Regions from separate parts of the Callithrix jacchus genome. Here region 2 is linked to region 1. Evidence: chromatin contacts called from public Hi-C data. All regions are on one chromosome and are shown on one strand. The core of a region is the stretch at or near the end of the contact, and the rest is flanking DNA. Distances in the headings are between cores, read along the strand shown.

Region 1 (7,310 bases), core at 2,770-5,269:
ACCACTGCACTCCAGCCTGGGTGACAGAGATGGTGTCTCAGAAAAAATTCTCAGCCTCTTGAGTGGCATTCTCCTAAACTTACAGACCGTTTCTCAATTTCCATCTCAACAAACTGCTTCAAGCCTGCCTTCATTAGGTTTTGTTAGGGCAAAGAGTTGCCTGCTTTGTCCTAAGCACTCACTCAAAATAGAGCCCAGCCCAGAGTAGGCTTTCAAATATCAAATATTTCTGGAAAGAATTACCTATTACTGAAGACAAGACAAACGACAGGACAAACAGTCCAACTTCACAGGATGGGCAATAAATACAGGAGGCATTACTTCATAGCCATCCTTGCAAGATGAGTAAATTGAAAAGGATGTCTTTAAATGAATTTACAAAGACAGACAGACACCATAACAGGCTTCTGGAAAGGCCTGGAATCTAGGTTGGCTTTAAGACCGTCCTATACTCCCCTGGAGTCAGAAACCACTGCTGCTGGGAGCAAACCACTAAGCTGGAAATTACAGCAGGATTTTCATGGTTCTCAATTTTAAACTAACCCATGATTGCCCCCTTCACCAAAACATACAAAATAACACAGGACACAATATATGTAAATAGTTTTCAAGGTTTTATTGCAAACCAAAATCGGTTTATCACACACAAAAAAGTTGTGTGATAGGAGAAAGGATTGTACATATTATATAACCATGTTAATTACAGTACATTAAAATGGTGGTTTACATTACAAATAAGCCTGTAAGTTTAAATATACTAGTGTTATAACCCAATGTACAGACTGTCTTTATACAATACATACAATCACCAGGAATGCCAAAAAAAAAACAAAACAAAACATAAATAATGCCCATTTTACAGGTGACATTTTAAACAATGAAATACACCAACGGCTCTGACTGACAACTGGGGCATTGGTCCATAAAAACCCTTTCTAAAAATAGAAATATTTGTAGCAGCAATGCTTTCTTTAAGCATCTGAATACAAGTCATTGCAAGACCATTTCAATAAATTTTAGTTATTAACCATATCTTACAAAAGAAGTCTACACATAAATTTATCTTCCAAATATGGAAGAAACAAACAATGTCCCACGTTGTCGTGTCCTGCAAGTGTCACATTGATGCTTATAACACAATCCATCTGCGATCAGGCATACCACACTCACATGACTGTTCACACAGCATGTCCACAAGGAAAAAATAAAGAACTGAAACACTGCGATAGGAAAAGCTTTGGAGCTAACACAATCTCTTCGGAAAAGGCACATTTCATAAGATTCATCATCACAGCCCAGAGAGACCTGCAGGAGACCGTTCCGAGAACAGCGTCCGCCTTCTTTCTAACAAAACTCCTGCATCTGTCTGCCTAAGGCGGCACTCTAATGCTCGTTTCAGAGATAGCACCACGTTGGAAGGAAGAATAAAAATGAAAACCTCATGAGCTCACTGAGGAGGATGTGCTCTTCGAAAAGCTTCCAGCAAACAGTGTGCAATAAGATTGCTAAGCTTCCAGAGATGTGCAAATTCTCTTGTAAGAAGATGTCCTGTTGGCTGGCGGCTCCACCAAAAGGCTAACTAAAACATTCAGAAACACACATCAAATCCTTTAGAACCAAACCCTAACCATGTTCAGAGGAAGGAGTCTGTGGGAGGCGCGTAGGAAAAGCCTAGGAAAGCCTCGGCAGCTTCCTTGACGCTGGCTGTGACGAGGATGCTGTCGGGGGACTTGCCAATGGAGTTGGGGACAGGCTCTTCGGTAAACTCAGGGTCAAAGTGCCGCAGGTCGTTGGGTCCGCTCTGTGACGGGAAGGAAAAAACGCTGTTGTCAAGAACTCATGCGGGACACAGAATGGGGCAATCATGGCCAGACTTTAAATTCCAAATTTAAGCCTGACATCGACTTCCATAATTACTCATTTCAAGCACAAACTCTCAAAAGGCTACACACATTTTAAACAGAAGACTAATGCTCACTTTTTGCCTTTTGATACTTTTAATTGATACATCTGTTTAAAAATTATGGAAGCCTTGTTGGGACATACAAATGTACTTTTTCTGTAGGTAAAATAATGGGTTTATGGAGAAAACATCTGCCAATTTATTCCTTCCTCCCCTCCCCAGGCAATTCTGAATTAAAAGAAATGACCTTTTGGCTTCACTATACTTAGAAAAGAGACAGATACTCACCACATTTGGGTTAAAAGGGGGTGTAATCTTCTTATTAATGAGATCATCCCAGTTAATTAGGGAGAAGAAGACATGACTCTTAATCTCCATCTGTTGGTAAGAAACCCAAGATTCATTTAGACAGTTGCATTCAGTAAGGGTAGGGAGGTCCAGTGCCTGTCCCAGCCGGCCCAGGAGAGCAGGAAAAGATCACTCACAAAGTCATCCTTGGCCCCGAGCCGCTTAGTCCTGTCCTTCTGCAGGAGGCTCTCCAGGAGGTGCCTTGCGGAATTTGTAATATTTGGTTTCAACTGGAGGGGTTTGTTCAGAATGTTGTCGTACATCTCAGCTGTGTTTCGGCTATAAAAAGGAGGCTGAAAGAAGGGGAAAATTATATTACCCATAGAGAAAAAGCTGTAAACTGCAATAAATGTGCTGCTGGATTTGAGACTCCCCCCACCTCGATGTGTTCTTTTCCCTTGCTATTTAAGTGTCTACTTTGCAACCATTATGGGTGTGTGTGTAGGGTGAGAGGACAGATAATAAATGGTAGGTTTTTTTAACCACCACACAGGTTAAGTGTGGTCCTATCTAGTGAAATGTGAAATGCACAGAATAACTAATTAAGTGATTATTCTTATGAAATAGAATTAACCAATATGCCTCTCAGCTGCTTTTGATAAACCTTCTGATAAGGGTAAGACACATGGCCAAGCATGAGCTGTGCTAAGACAATATTCTAAACAGCAGGTGGTGTTTCATGATTCCCATTGCACCACTCACCAGGCCATAAAGCATCTCATACAAGACGGCTCCCAGACACCACCAGTCCACGGTCCTGTCATAAGGCTGCTTATGAAGCACCTCAGGTGCGAGATACTGAAAGATAGACCAGAGAAATGGAGTTCAGAACCTGCAAATGCATTCCACACCCACACGTTTAGTTTGAAAAGGCTGAGAGACCCAGAGCCAGCTTGGAGGATACATATCTTTAGATTACCTGATAAAACTCCTGGACTTTTTGAGGGTGGACTTTATTGGCTACCTTTGTATACTGATATTTAGGAAACTGCTGGGCACTCAACATATCTTACTTGGGGATTTAGAAAACTTTTGGAATGCAGATCTTACAGCTAGTTTTCAGTAAAGCCACAAAGGGCCTTGGGATTTCTCATGCTACATCAAACAGTAAATTCATTTTATTTGCATTGAATTGTACTAAGAAGTTTGAGAGGAGTCTACTCTTTTGGGAGTTAAAGACATGATTGATTGCACATCTCTCACCTGGAAGGCGGGGGTAAAATAGGCACCAAACCAAATTGCGCCTACCTCCGGCGTGCCACAGAAGGTAGAAGTCGTGCTGTTGTGTTCAATGTTCTCCTTGCAGAGTCCAAAGTCAGTAAGGACAATGTGTCCCTGTGAATCTAGCAAAATATTCTCTGGTTTTAAGTCTCTGCAAAAAAGTGAAGACAGAAGTCGTTGCACAAGTTAATTTCACTTAATAAGATATCCTCTGTAAAGTAACTGCTAAAGGTATTAGAAGCATTTTAGGTTCACTGTAGTTCTATAGTGAAGAAAAAAGGGAGGCCTTGTTCTGCTCATCTATTCTGGATTAGGCACAATCCTACTTGGCCGGTTCCCCAGTGGCATGAAGTCAAGCCAGCTCACATGCTAGGGGATCTGGTTTTAGGCAAACAAGTTGCACATAAACATAGATTATTTTAAGGTCCTATCAAAGAGCCAGTGCTACAGTCTCCTTTACACCAAGCAGGTAGCCTTAGAGCTCTCCGGCTTACCTATAAACGATGTTCAGTGAGTGCAGGTAGCCCAAGGCACTGGCTATTTCAGCAGCATAGAAACGAGCCCGTGGTTCCAGGAAGCAGCGTTCCCGCTGGAGATGGTAGAACAACTGCAGGAGACAAACAGAGTCAGTCTGGGTTGCAAATGCATTTAATTAGTTTTGACATACACAGCAAAAGCACAACTGCAGAAAGTAGCCCCCAAGTAATCTATTAACTATTTAAATCTGACATGTTGAAGGAAACGCTAATTCTGGTAACTTTCCCCCCACCAAGTAGCTTTGAAAACTTTCTTCTCAACATAAAACAAAGCAGGCTGTGCAGAGACACTAAGAGTTGACTTCTATTCCCCCTGCTCACCTCTCCACCATTAATGTAGTCCAGGACAAAGTACAATTTGTCAGCAGTCTGGAAAGAGAAGTGAAGGCCCACCAGGAAAGGGTGTTTCACGTTCTTCAACAGAACATTCCGTTCTGACATAATATGCTTCTCCTAGGAAAACGCCAATTCAGATTTAGTGGCAAATATCGACTTGGCACCAAAATTCCAAGGTCAAGATTATTCAAGTTGTGTCTACCTCCAATGCCAACCCCATCAAGCACATCTCATACCTCTTTCTTTTTCAGGATTGCTTTCTTCTGTAAAACTTTGACAGCATAGAACACTTCTTCTGCCTTGTGTCTTGCTAGAAGAACCTGAAATTTCAATTTTAAAAAATTATTCTTCGGCCAGGCATGGTGGCTCATGCCTGTAATCCAAGGCAGGTGGATCACCTGAGGTCAGGAGCTCAAGACCAGCCTGACCAACATGGTGAAACCTCGTCTTAGAAAAAAATTATTTTCCTATCCTCATCCAGGGAGAAGGTAAAATGAATGCATGAAGGAGTATATCAAAACATCTTCAGATTTGAAATTACCTTTCCAAAACTGCCCTTGCCAATCACTTTCAGGAAGTGGAAATCAGATGGTTTAGCATGAGGATTGGACGAAGGACCAAGGTTGATTTGCTGAGAAGGACTTGGCTAGAAAAACAGAAGGATTTTTTTTTTAATAGCATTGCTTTAAAGGAAGACATGTATAATACAGACAATGTAGAAGATGCTACATCTACAAATGACTGAGGCAAATGACCGTACATCCCATTCAAAACTGTATCACAAGCCATTTCAAATGAGTATGTAAACTGTACACAATCATGTTGTTTCAGACAGATAAAACATTTTAATAAAATATGCCTTTTAAAATCCACCTTGGAAGTAAAGTATGCCCAAGAAAAAAATACAATCAAATAATACTCTAACTCAATACTTAAATGTTTGTTATCATTTGTTATGCCATAAAGTAATGAAGCATTCTTGCCTTAATACTAATCTCTGGAAATGCTATTTTAATCCATCAGTGTAGGAATACTAACTGAGCTCCCTTAGTTCTCCACAGATGCACTGCACATAGAGAATACTTACTGGAGGAGAAGGGTTGGCATTCATAAGCTCAGGCTCCTGAGGTTGGGAGATTTTCAAGATGGACTGAACTTCAGGGCTGCAGGAAATAAAGTGATGATTTAGAATCCAGCTCGCCACTAGGGGGCACACTAACATCACTAGTGAGTTTCTGGCTCTACTGACTTCTACCCGGATAATTCAGGGTTTAAACTGAAAACACACCAATACATTGAGAAGAAAATACTAAACCCCGTTAAATACAGAAATAAGGACTGTTGTCCATGGAGAAAGGGCGTGAATTTGGAAGACACGAACCATTTATCTTACATCTCCAGGTCAAATCAGCAAATTAACTTTAATGTTTAAAATGTGTCAAACATTAGAATTTAAGGAGAAAAGAGATCCCCACCCCAGAAGAAGTCTTCGCCTTCCCGATAAACGCAGTGAGAAGTGTTTACTGCTGGCAAATTCCAACTATACTAGTCACTCTTATTTCCTCGAATCCCGTCAAACTTACTGTTTGCATGCATAGGAGTTATTGGCAATCTTCTGAATAAAGTCGTTCAAGCCCATCCTCCTCTGCTTCATGAAAGCTGTGGGTTAAGGAAGAGAAATAAAGAAACGTTTAGACGGCTTCATAACGTCCGGCGCCACATACACTAATCTGATCTGGGACTTTCAAAAAATGTCCACTTTGCGTCTCCCGGAACCGAAGTCCCCCGCCTGACTCCTGCACTCACCGATGAGAATTGCCACCATGCCCCTCATCCTGGAGTAAGTGAGGGTGCCCTTAGCAGCCTCGGTTTTCACCGTCATCACCACCGCGGGGAAATCAAAGGACGTTAGCGCCCGGAGACCTGCTAGGCGTCTGCTGCGCTGAGATGCGCGCCTGGCCTTATAAGCGAGGCGCCACCGCGGGGCGGGGCCTGCGCGACCATTAAAACGTCCCCGCCCTCCTCCCCCGCCCCGACCGCTTCCCGGTTTGCCGGTGGCGTCGGTGCCCGCGGCCGGCGGTTCTGTCCCCATTGAGAGGGCGAGCCCCGGGCGGGGGTGGGGGCGGGAGGACCGCCCGGGGAGGGCTTGGCGCGGGGCCCTTATCGGCCTCCATCGGCCCCCGAAGCGAGAGCAAGGGAACTCGCCGGCAGAGCGCGCGAGGAGGGCGGGAGAGCCCGGGGTAGTTTTCCACCTCTCTTTTATTGCGCCGCCCGAGGAAGCCGGGGTCGCAGCGCCGAAGCGCTTCCCGACGGGTGCGCGGCGGCCACAGTGGCTTCGCTCACCCGCTCCCTGCAGGTTCTCTCTCGGCGGCCTGGCGCCGTTCCGCGACCGGACCCCCACACTCCTCCCCAGCCCGAGCCGGCGGCGCGCGCCACCCGCTGGGGTTATCTCTGGGGCGCGGGGCGGCGCGCGCGACCTCGCCTGCCGGGTCCACCCGCCCCCGCCGCCGGGACCCCAGCCCGCCAGCACTCCTGCGAAAGCCGGCCCGGGCCGCCGAGCTCGCTCTGGGGAAGTGAGCCAAGCTGGGAGCCGAGCCGTCCTGGGGAAGTGAGCCAAGTCCCCAGCGGGCCGGCGGCGGCGCTTACCCAGTCCACTCAGCAGGAAGGACTCGCTCCTTTTCTGCGCCTCGGCCCTCTTTTTGTGGCGGGGCCGCAGCAGGGACTCGAGCCGGGCCCTGGCCAGCGCGCCCTGCATCTCCCCCATGGGCAGCGGGCGGCGGGGCGCGCGGCGGGCGAGAGCGACCGGCGAGCACTGACGTTTCCTTGAAGGAGCCGCCGTGACTCAGGCCGGGCAAGATTTCCTGCCCCAAGTCCCAAAACAAACAAATGGCCCTTGTGCACGGTCGGGTCGCTTCCGAAAACGCCTTTTTTGTGCTTTTGGCCAAAACCAAGCAAGGCTGAAAAAT
Region 2 (7,310 bases), core at 2,446-4,945, 360 kb after region 1:
TTGATGTTGCTTGAAGTCCTCCTTTCCTGCCTGATGGCCAACTTTCCCTTTTCTTATTGTTCTAAGAATACCTCTCCATTTGGGCCATTGTAAATAGTAACAATTGTTTGGTTGTTCCATCAGAAGGGAGAAGCCTTCCTGGTGCCTGGCTGGGAGAGCCCCTGTCTGATCTGTCTAGCAGTTATGGAGCTGGAGACAGGCGCAGTGCTCTTACTTCCTCCTCGAGGAAAAGAACGGCGTCCCCCACCAAAATAGACCCTCGTCGTCTTGCAAATACCACCCAGAATAAATATACAGGAAATGAGGGCAAAATCCCACTGTAGTGGTTATTAAGGCAAAATTCTTCTGAAACATAGTTTTTCAGTGTGTAGGAGGGAGTACAGTAGTGGATATTACAGCACATGAATCATGGTGGTGCTAATTCCAGATTATAAATTGAGTAATATACTATATGCTGAATGGTTTTATTAAGATTAATGGAAAACTCATATTTTATCTAAAGAAATCTGTCTATGTAGCTACATTTGCAAACAAAGATAAATTAGTCAAAAAGCATAAGAACCAAATTGTCCATGGACTTTAGTGGAAAATTAGTTAGTATCTTGGTATTAAATAAATAATAAACTTCAGGTCTTTCACATCCATAATGAAGCTTGGAATGAAAAACATACGATGCTGTCTAAAAAAAAACATGGGATGCTTTTAAAATTAAAGATAGATGCAAATTAGAAATAAAGATGGGGAAGAGGGGACCCCCCAGCAAAGGAAAACATAGCACTAGGAGAGCAGCTACTTGAGCAATGAGATTATGACATTGCATTAAATTACTGTTAAACCAAATTATTTCAATTCAAGCAAAATAGTGGTCTTTATTAGTCATAAACTTTACTATGCTTTTTCCCTTAATTTGCTAATTTTCCTATTGTTCAGACAATGACTAAAGTTAAAGAAAATGCTAATTTGAATCCAAAATCATGGTCAACTCATTAATATTATTATTTGATAAAACTGGAAGAATGTCAGCTTGTATAACTTCTCAGACATGAAAAGATTCATTTACTTAAAAAAATTGTAATCCTGCTTCATACATAAGAAAATCAGCTTATAAGAGGTCAGCACCCTGGCCTACTGGAAAATTAGTAAGTATCTAGAGAAGAAAGGTGCCTAATGAGCCTTATAGTCCTGTTTTAGATATGGAAAGGGCCAAAAGCAGCAAATAGAGTGTGGGGAAGTGGAAAACTTCAGCTAGGCTGGTGGGATCTAAAACCAGAGGACAGGCCGGCTGCGGTAGGTCATGCCTGTAATCCCAGCGCTTTGGGAGGCTGAGGCAGGTGGATCACCTGAAGTCAACAGTTTGAGATCAGCCTGGCCAACATGATAAAGCCCCTTATCTACTAAAAATGCACAGATTAGCCAGGTATGGTGGTGCACACCTGTAGTTCCAGCTACCTGAGAGGCTGAAGCACAAGAATCACTTGAACCTGGGAGGCAGAGGTTGCAGTGAGCTGAGATTGTGCCACTGCACTCCAGCCTATATGACACTGTCTCAAAAAATTAAAAATAAGTCAAACCAGAGAGCTGGACCTCCATTTCAGGACAGAGGACAGGGAAGCTGCCACGGAGGAATGGCTGTGGTGAGCCAGACCTTATGGTGAGCCTGGCAGAGATTGCCATGGCCCAACCATGGCACAGAAACCACCAGACCTCACAGCATTGGACAGCATGGGTCAGGGCATTTGTGGGGGCCAGTGACCAAGGCCCAGACAAGAGGAAGGATGTCTCAGTATCACTATGGTTACCAAGGTCTAGATGCTTCTCATGCTGAACCCCCAGCCCCAACACATACCAAATTCTTGGCATTACATTAACCCTTCTGAAATGAGGCACAGCTATAGGGAAAGGGAGGGTATTCCAAATTAACTGAGATTGAGTCTTAACTGATGACATGGAGTCTCAAACTAGATATTAACTCGAGTTAAAGAAAAATTAAATTTTATTTTTTCCTTATCCAAGTTTGGACTCATAGCAGTTACATGCATTTTTATATGTTTATATATGAATGATCAAAAAATAAATTGTTAAGAGTAGTTGCCTAGGAGAAAGGCTTTACAGTTGGAAGGTGAAGGAGAGACTACAGGTTTTACTTCAAGCACTTTGGTAATGTTTAAATGGTTAAATAGATACTAGTTAAGTAAGTTAATTGACCAAAGTAGTACAAATTGTAAAGGAAAAAAGGCAAGTGCAAAGTCATTTTGTGGTACAGGAAAAAAGTTATGGCACCTTGCCAGCCATGTGATCTCTGTGACAACTAAACTCTGCCATTGTAGTGTGAAAGCAGCTGTGGATAATACTGAGACAAATTAGCCTGGCAGTGTTTCAATAAACTTTATTTATAAAATGGGAGATTGAACCCTTACTCTATAGCAATGAAAACAAACTAGAACTACCTGCAATAACATGGAGGCTCAAAATGTCTATTTTGAGTGAATTATTAGCATCTTCAAACATCAATTTACTAATTTATAATGTGATATATAATTTATAAGTGATATATAATCTCTAAAATTATTGTAAGGCAGTGAGTTTTCTGTTCTTGGAAATGTACAGCCAAATACACTAGAAAAGAGTCATAGTTGTGAAAGACATTGGATAAATAAAGAGCTTTCTAACAATGTTCTCAAGACAATAGCTATAGAAACACAGTGGAAACAGAATTGTTCTAAGAACAGGGCTTGGTTATCAATCCCATGTCTGCCAATGATTTTCTGCATGACTTTGGGCAAGACAATTTCAACATTTGGGTTAGATTACATCTGTAAAGCAGGAGTTCCCAAACTTGGCATTAGAATCGGTCCAAGATTTTAAAAAATATACATGCTATAAATCCAACAGAAATGTCAACAAAACACACTACAAGAATTTGTCAGCAGCACTACTTATGATAACTCAAAACTGGAAACAACCCGAATGTCCATCAGTGAATAAAGAATAGAATAAAGAAAGAAGTGTTGGTGGGTCATGTGGTTGGATACCAAAGAGTGGGGTTCACCAAACTTTGTTCTGTAAAGGACCAGATAGTAACCTTGCCAGCCATGTGATCTCTGTGACAACTAAACTCTGCCATTGTAGTGTGAAAGCAGCTGTGGATAATACTGAGACAAATTAGCCTGGCAGTGTTTCAATAAACTTTATTTATAAAATGGGAGATTGAACCCTTACTCTATAGCAATGAAAACAAACTAGAACTACCTGCAATAACATGGATGAATTTCACAAGAATACTGTTGAGTGAGAGAAGCCACGTACAAAAGAATACATGCTGTGTGATTCCATTTATCTAAAATTTCAGAATTGGCAAACGTAAGCTACGATGTTAAAAGTCAGAATAGAGTGGTTATCTTGGGAGACTGATGCCTAGTAGGGGGCCCAGAGGGTGTCTTCTGGGCTGAATTGCTTTGTTATTTAATGTGAGACTGTGTTCACTTTGTGAAAATTAATCTGTATACTTATAGGGCTTGCACATTTTTTTTTCTGATATAAAGTTTACATCAATGAAAAGGTTACCATAAAAAAACAAATATTTCAGTGTCTCACTCTGTAGAATCCGAGTTGTTGGCCAGGGATGTGGCTTGAGGATCTGTCCTAAGCCTGCCTTGAAGAGGTAAAGTGAGCTAACTAAGGTCACGTTACTGGCACAGCTGAGACAGAGAGCAAGCTCTTACAGCGTTGGGCATGGGGCAAATCAGCCCCGCGGAAAGAGAGCACACAGCATCTGCCCTTGAGAACGGACCCGGAAATGGCTAAAAGAAGTCAAGGTCACATTCCAGACTTCAGCCTACAATCATATTTGCACTGTCGCCTGGATATTCTCACTGACTTCTGCCACCTGGGCAGCACCCAGTTCAGAACTTTGCAGATGGCTAGAATTGCTGGGGAGCTGCCAGAGGGCTTTCAGAACTCAGCATGAGTGCAGGGAGTGCAGCAGCCAGCTCTCCAAGGGGACGGCCTTGGCAGATTTTCCAGCTCTCTGCTCTCTCATAGGAAGGCATTGCAATGTCGCAGACACAGTCTGAAGTGGAGTTTCGAACAGACACAACTTCACATTCTGGTTTTGAAACTTGCTGGCAAATTAGTGAATATTATTCAACCCCAATTTTTCTCATCTGTAAAACAGCCGTAAAATCGATCCCCACTGCATCTTCCTTATCCCTCCCACAGACAAAGGATTTTTTTTTTCATTCAATCTTCATTGAGCTAACATTTATATGCCAAGCACCATCAAGTCTTTTGCAAAGATTGTCTCATATAATTCTTGTCAGTAAAGAAGTTTCATTTCTGATCCTCATTTTATAGTGAAGACACTAGGAATCTGTTGACTTTAAAATGACCTGTCGAAAGTCACACAGGTAAGAGGTGGAACCAATTTCCTACTGAAGTAGTGTGCCTGGGAGCCTGAGCTGCTAACCACTGCTTGTGAGGATGACTGTGCCTGGCAGTTGTCATCCTGTCTGGCCCATGGATGAAATTTAATAGAAGTTAATTCTGCATTTCCTCTTTCCTTAAAGAGCAATAAATTGGAGCTGAGGCCTGGCAGTCAGAAAGCCAAGATTCTAGTGGGCTGGTAAATCACTTCTGTTTCCTTGCAGCATAATGAAAGCCTTGGATCAGATAACTCTCCTTAATCATTTCTTCTGGGCTGAATGAATTTGTACTCCTCTCTACAGGTCTGAATGCTTGCTCTAAACAGAAAATAAGTTTTTCCCTAAAGTTTTATGAAAAAACCTGCACTTGTTTACATAATCTGAGTTTCTTTTGATATTTCAAACATAGATATTATGTACGACCTAAACCTCTTTCCATGCACTCACTCACACTCACCTCATCCCATCTCACAGTCTTATTTGTTGCCTTTACTCCAGGCACATCTAACTCATGGCTGCACATTCCCAAGGGCACCCTAGAAGGAGCATTCTCTTGTTTCGAAAGGCAGAGGTGGGCTGGGCATGATGGCTTATGCCTGTAATCCCAGCACTTTGGAAAGTAGAGGTGGGCAGATTACAAGATCAGGGGTTTGAGATCAGCCTGGCCAATGTGGTGAAACCCCATCTCTATCAAAAACACAAGCATTAGCCAGGCATGGTGGCAGGTGCCTGTAGTCCCAGCTACTTGGGAGGCTAAAGCAGGAGAATCACCTGAACGCAGGAGGTGGAGGTTGCAGCAGTGAGCCGAGATTGCACCGTTGCCCTCCAGCCTATGGGACAGAGAAAGACTCTGTCTCAAAAAAAAAAAAAAAGAAAGAAAAACAGAGGTATCAGTTGGTTTCATCTTGTCTCTGTACCTACACAATTCTATTACTCTATTAACCTATCTGATGTGGAGGTTTATGACATAGAAGTTCTCCCCAGACCCGACCATGAACTTCCCAAACTCATCCAGAACTGAACCACCTATTCCCTTAAAACAATCCAAGCTCGACCAGGTGCGGTGGCTCACGCCTGTAATCCCAGCACTTTGGGAGGCCGAGGCAGGTGGATCACGAGGTCAAAAGATCGAGACCATCCTGGTCAACATGGTGAAACCCCATCTCTACTAAAATACAAAAAATTAGCTGGGCATGGTGGCGCGTGCCTGTAATCCCAGCTGCTCAGGAGGCCGAGGCAGGAGAATTGGCTGAACCCAGGAGGGGGAGGTTGCGGTGAGCCGAGATCACGCCATTGCACTCTAGCCTGGGTAACAAGAGTGCAACTCCATCTCAATAAAAAACAAACAAACAAAAAAAACAATCCAAGCTCTTTTGGTATCTTGCCAACTTGGCAGATAATACTGGATTTTCTACAAATTGAAAAGTGATGATGGTGATGTGTTTTTGGTAAGGATGCTGATAAAATATGACCCTTCTTTATACAAGATGATTTCTTATAAAGGAAAATGAAAATTTTGTGTCAGAGTTGGAAACCACTGGACCATCAAGTACACTTGAAGGGCAAGAAAGATAAATTTACAGAATAAACTAAGGATTGTTTTTATATTATATATTTCTCTGTCATCTGCCCACACCTGAAGCCTAATGAATAGTCAAGGGAGAATTAATTTTGTTCAAGTCATTTCAAAGAGTAAAAGGAAAAGTTAATTTTAATAAGCCAGTATTTTTCTCTTGACCCAAAGATTAGCAGAATTTTGGAATAATGTTTAAAATAAATTGTTATAATACATGGAATATATATTGCAGCATTATATTTTAAAAACAAACCATTACAAAAACACTGTTAATTTTGGAATGCACATGAGCCAGTAGGGTTGAAAGATTTAATGTTTCAGTCATAGGAGTTTGGAATTCCAAAACGCAGAGAACTTGTCACTTGTATTGTTCTGCTTAGTTTGGTTATATTTCAGGAAGTTAGGAGACACTGGGCCCGACCGCGACAGCGCAGATGACAAACCATGATGCGAATGCTTCCTATCTATGGGACAGGAAATGCTCTCAGACCCTGCACGTAATTCTCTTGCAAAGTGTGCTCTTTGTTTTGGGGACATCCATTTGCTTCTTTGTGCTGAATTCTATGTATTGTGTGCAGATGAAACAAAGAGAAAACGGCAGTTACAGGACAGTATATGACTTCTAAAGAAATTGCTCTTACGTTATCAAGGAAAAAATGAAGACGTTTACTGATTTATGAGGCGACATTTATGAGGAAACTGAAGGACTTGCTAGAGTAGCCTGATAAAAGATCTCATAATGAAATGTTTCAGGTCACACACACGCACGTACATATATACACATATATGATCAATTTTCAAGTGATTTCACATTTTTAAAATGTAATTACTAAAGACCAATTCTAATAATTCATACATTTTGAATTTAGATCCTCTGAGCTCTTACCATTTTGGTCATGCAGGCCTTGGGAATTAAAACTCTAGAATACTTTTCTTCATCATTTTGACACTGATTCATCCTGGTGTCTGTTTGTTTGTTGTTGTTTTTCAGGGGGAAGGAGGTCACAGGGTCTCACTCTGTCACCCAGGCTAGTGTGCAGTGATGCATGATCATAGCTTCCTATAACCTCAAACTCCTGGGCTCAAGTGATCCTCCCACCTCAGCCTCCTGAGTATTTGAGACAACAGGTGCAGACCACCACACCTGGCTAATTTTTAAGTTTTTTTTAGAGACAGGGTCTTACTACGTTGTGCAGGCTTGTCTTGAATTCCTGGTCTTAAGTAGTCCCCCTGCCTCAGCCTCCCAAAGTGCTAGGATTATAGCCAGGAACCATGGCACTGGGCCATGATTCATCCCGTCTTTGAATCTGCCC

What was found. Hi-C and Micro-C count contacts between places; a contact is called where the count stands out from the background.
Region 2: a Hi-C map of skeletal muscle shows a contact between it and region 1, with 4 times the contacts expected there. The contact joins two enhancer-like sites. A contact is called at or near these places in 2 of 3 Hi-C or Micro-C datasets (both in skeletal muscle).

What each region holds. Positions count from the first base shown.
Region 1 is chr4:140,870,377-140,877,686 of calJac240_pri, forward strand. It overlaps SGK1 (serum/glucocorticoid regulated kinase 1), which reads right to left. Exons shown (of 14, transcript XM_078370808.1): 4 at 5,928-6,003; 5 at 5,432-5,507; 6 at 4,886-4,990; 7 at 4,581-4,664; 8 at 4,330-4,461; 9 at 3,967-4,079; 10 at 3,500-3,623; 11 at 2,954-3,049; 12 at 2,389-2,544; 13 at 2,192-2,281; 14 at 594-1,801. The coding sequence ends at 1,634. Among named protein-coding and RNA genes, the nearest start is that of SLC2A12, 130 kb to the left of the region's middle. Within about 2 kb of position 4,020, at least 7 of the 16 cell types and tissues checked have an H3K27ac peak or open chromatin away from gene starts, as enhancers often do. A contact at or near this core is called in skeletal muscle, where this site is marked.
Region 2 is chr4:141,230,771-141,238,080 of calJac240_pri, forward strand. No RefSeq gene overlaps it. Among named protein-coding and RNA genes, the nearest start is that of SGK1, 210 kb to the left of the region's middle. Within about 2 kb of position 3,696, at least 10 of the 16 cell types and tissues checked have an H3K27ac peak or open chromatin away from gene starts, as enhancers often do. A contact at or near this core is called in skeletal muscle, where this site is marked.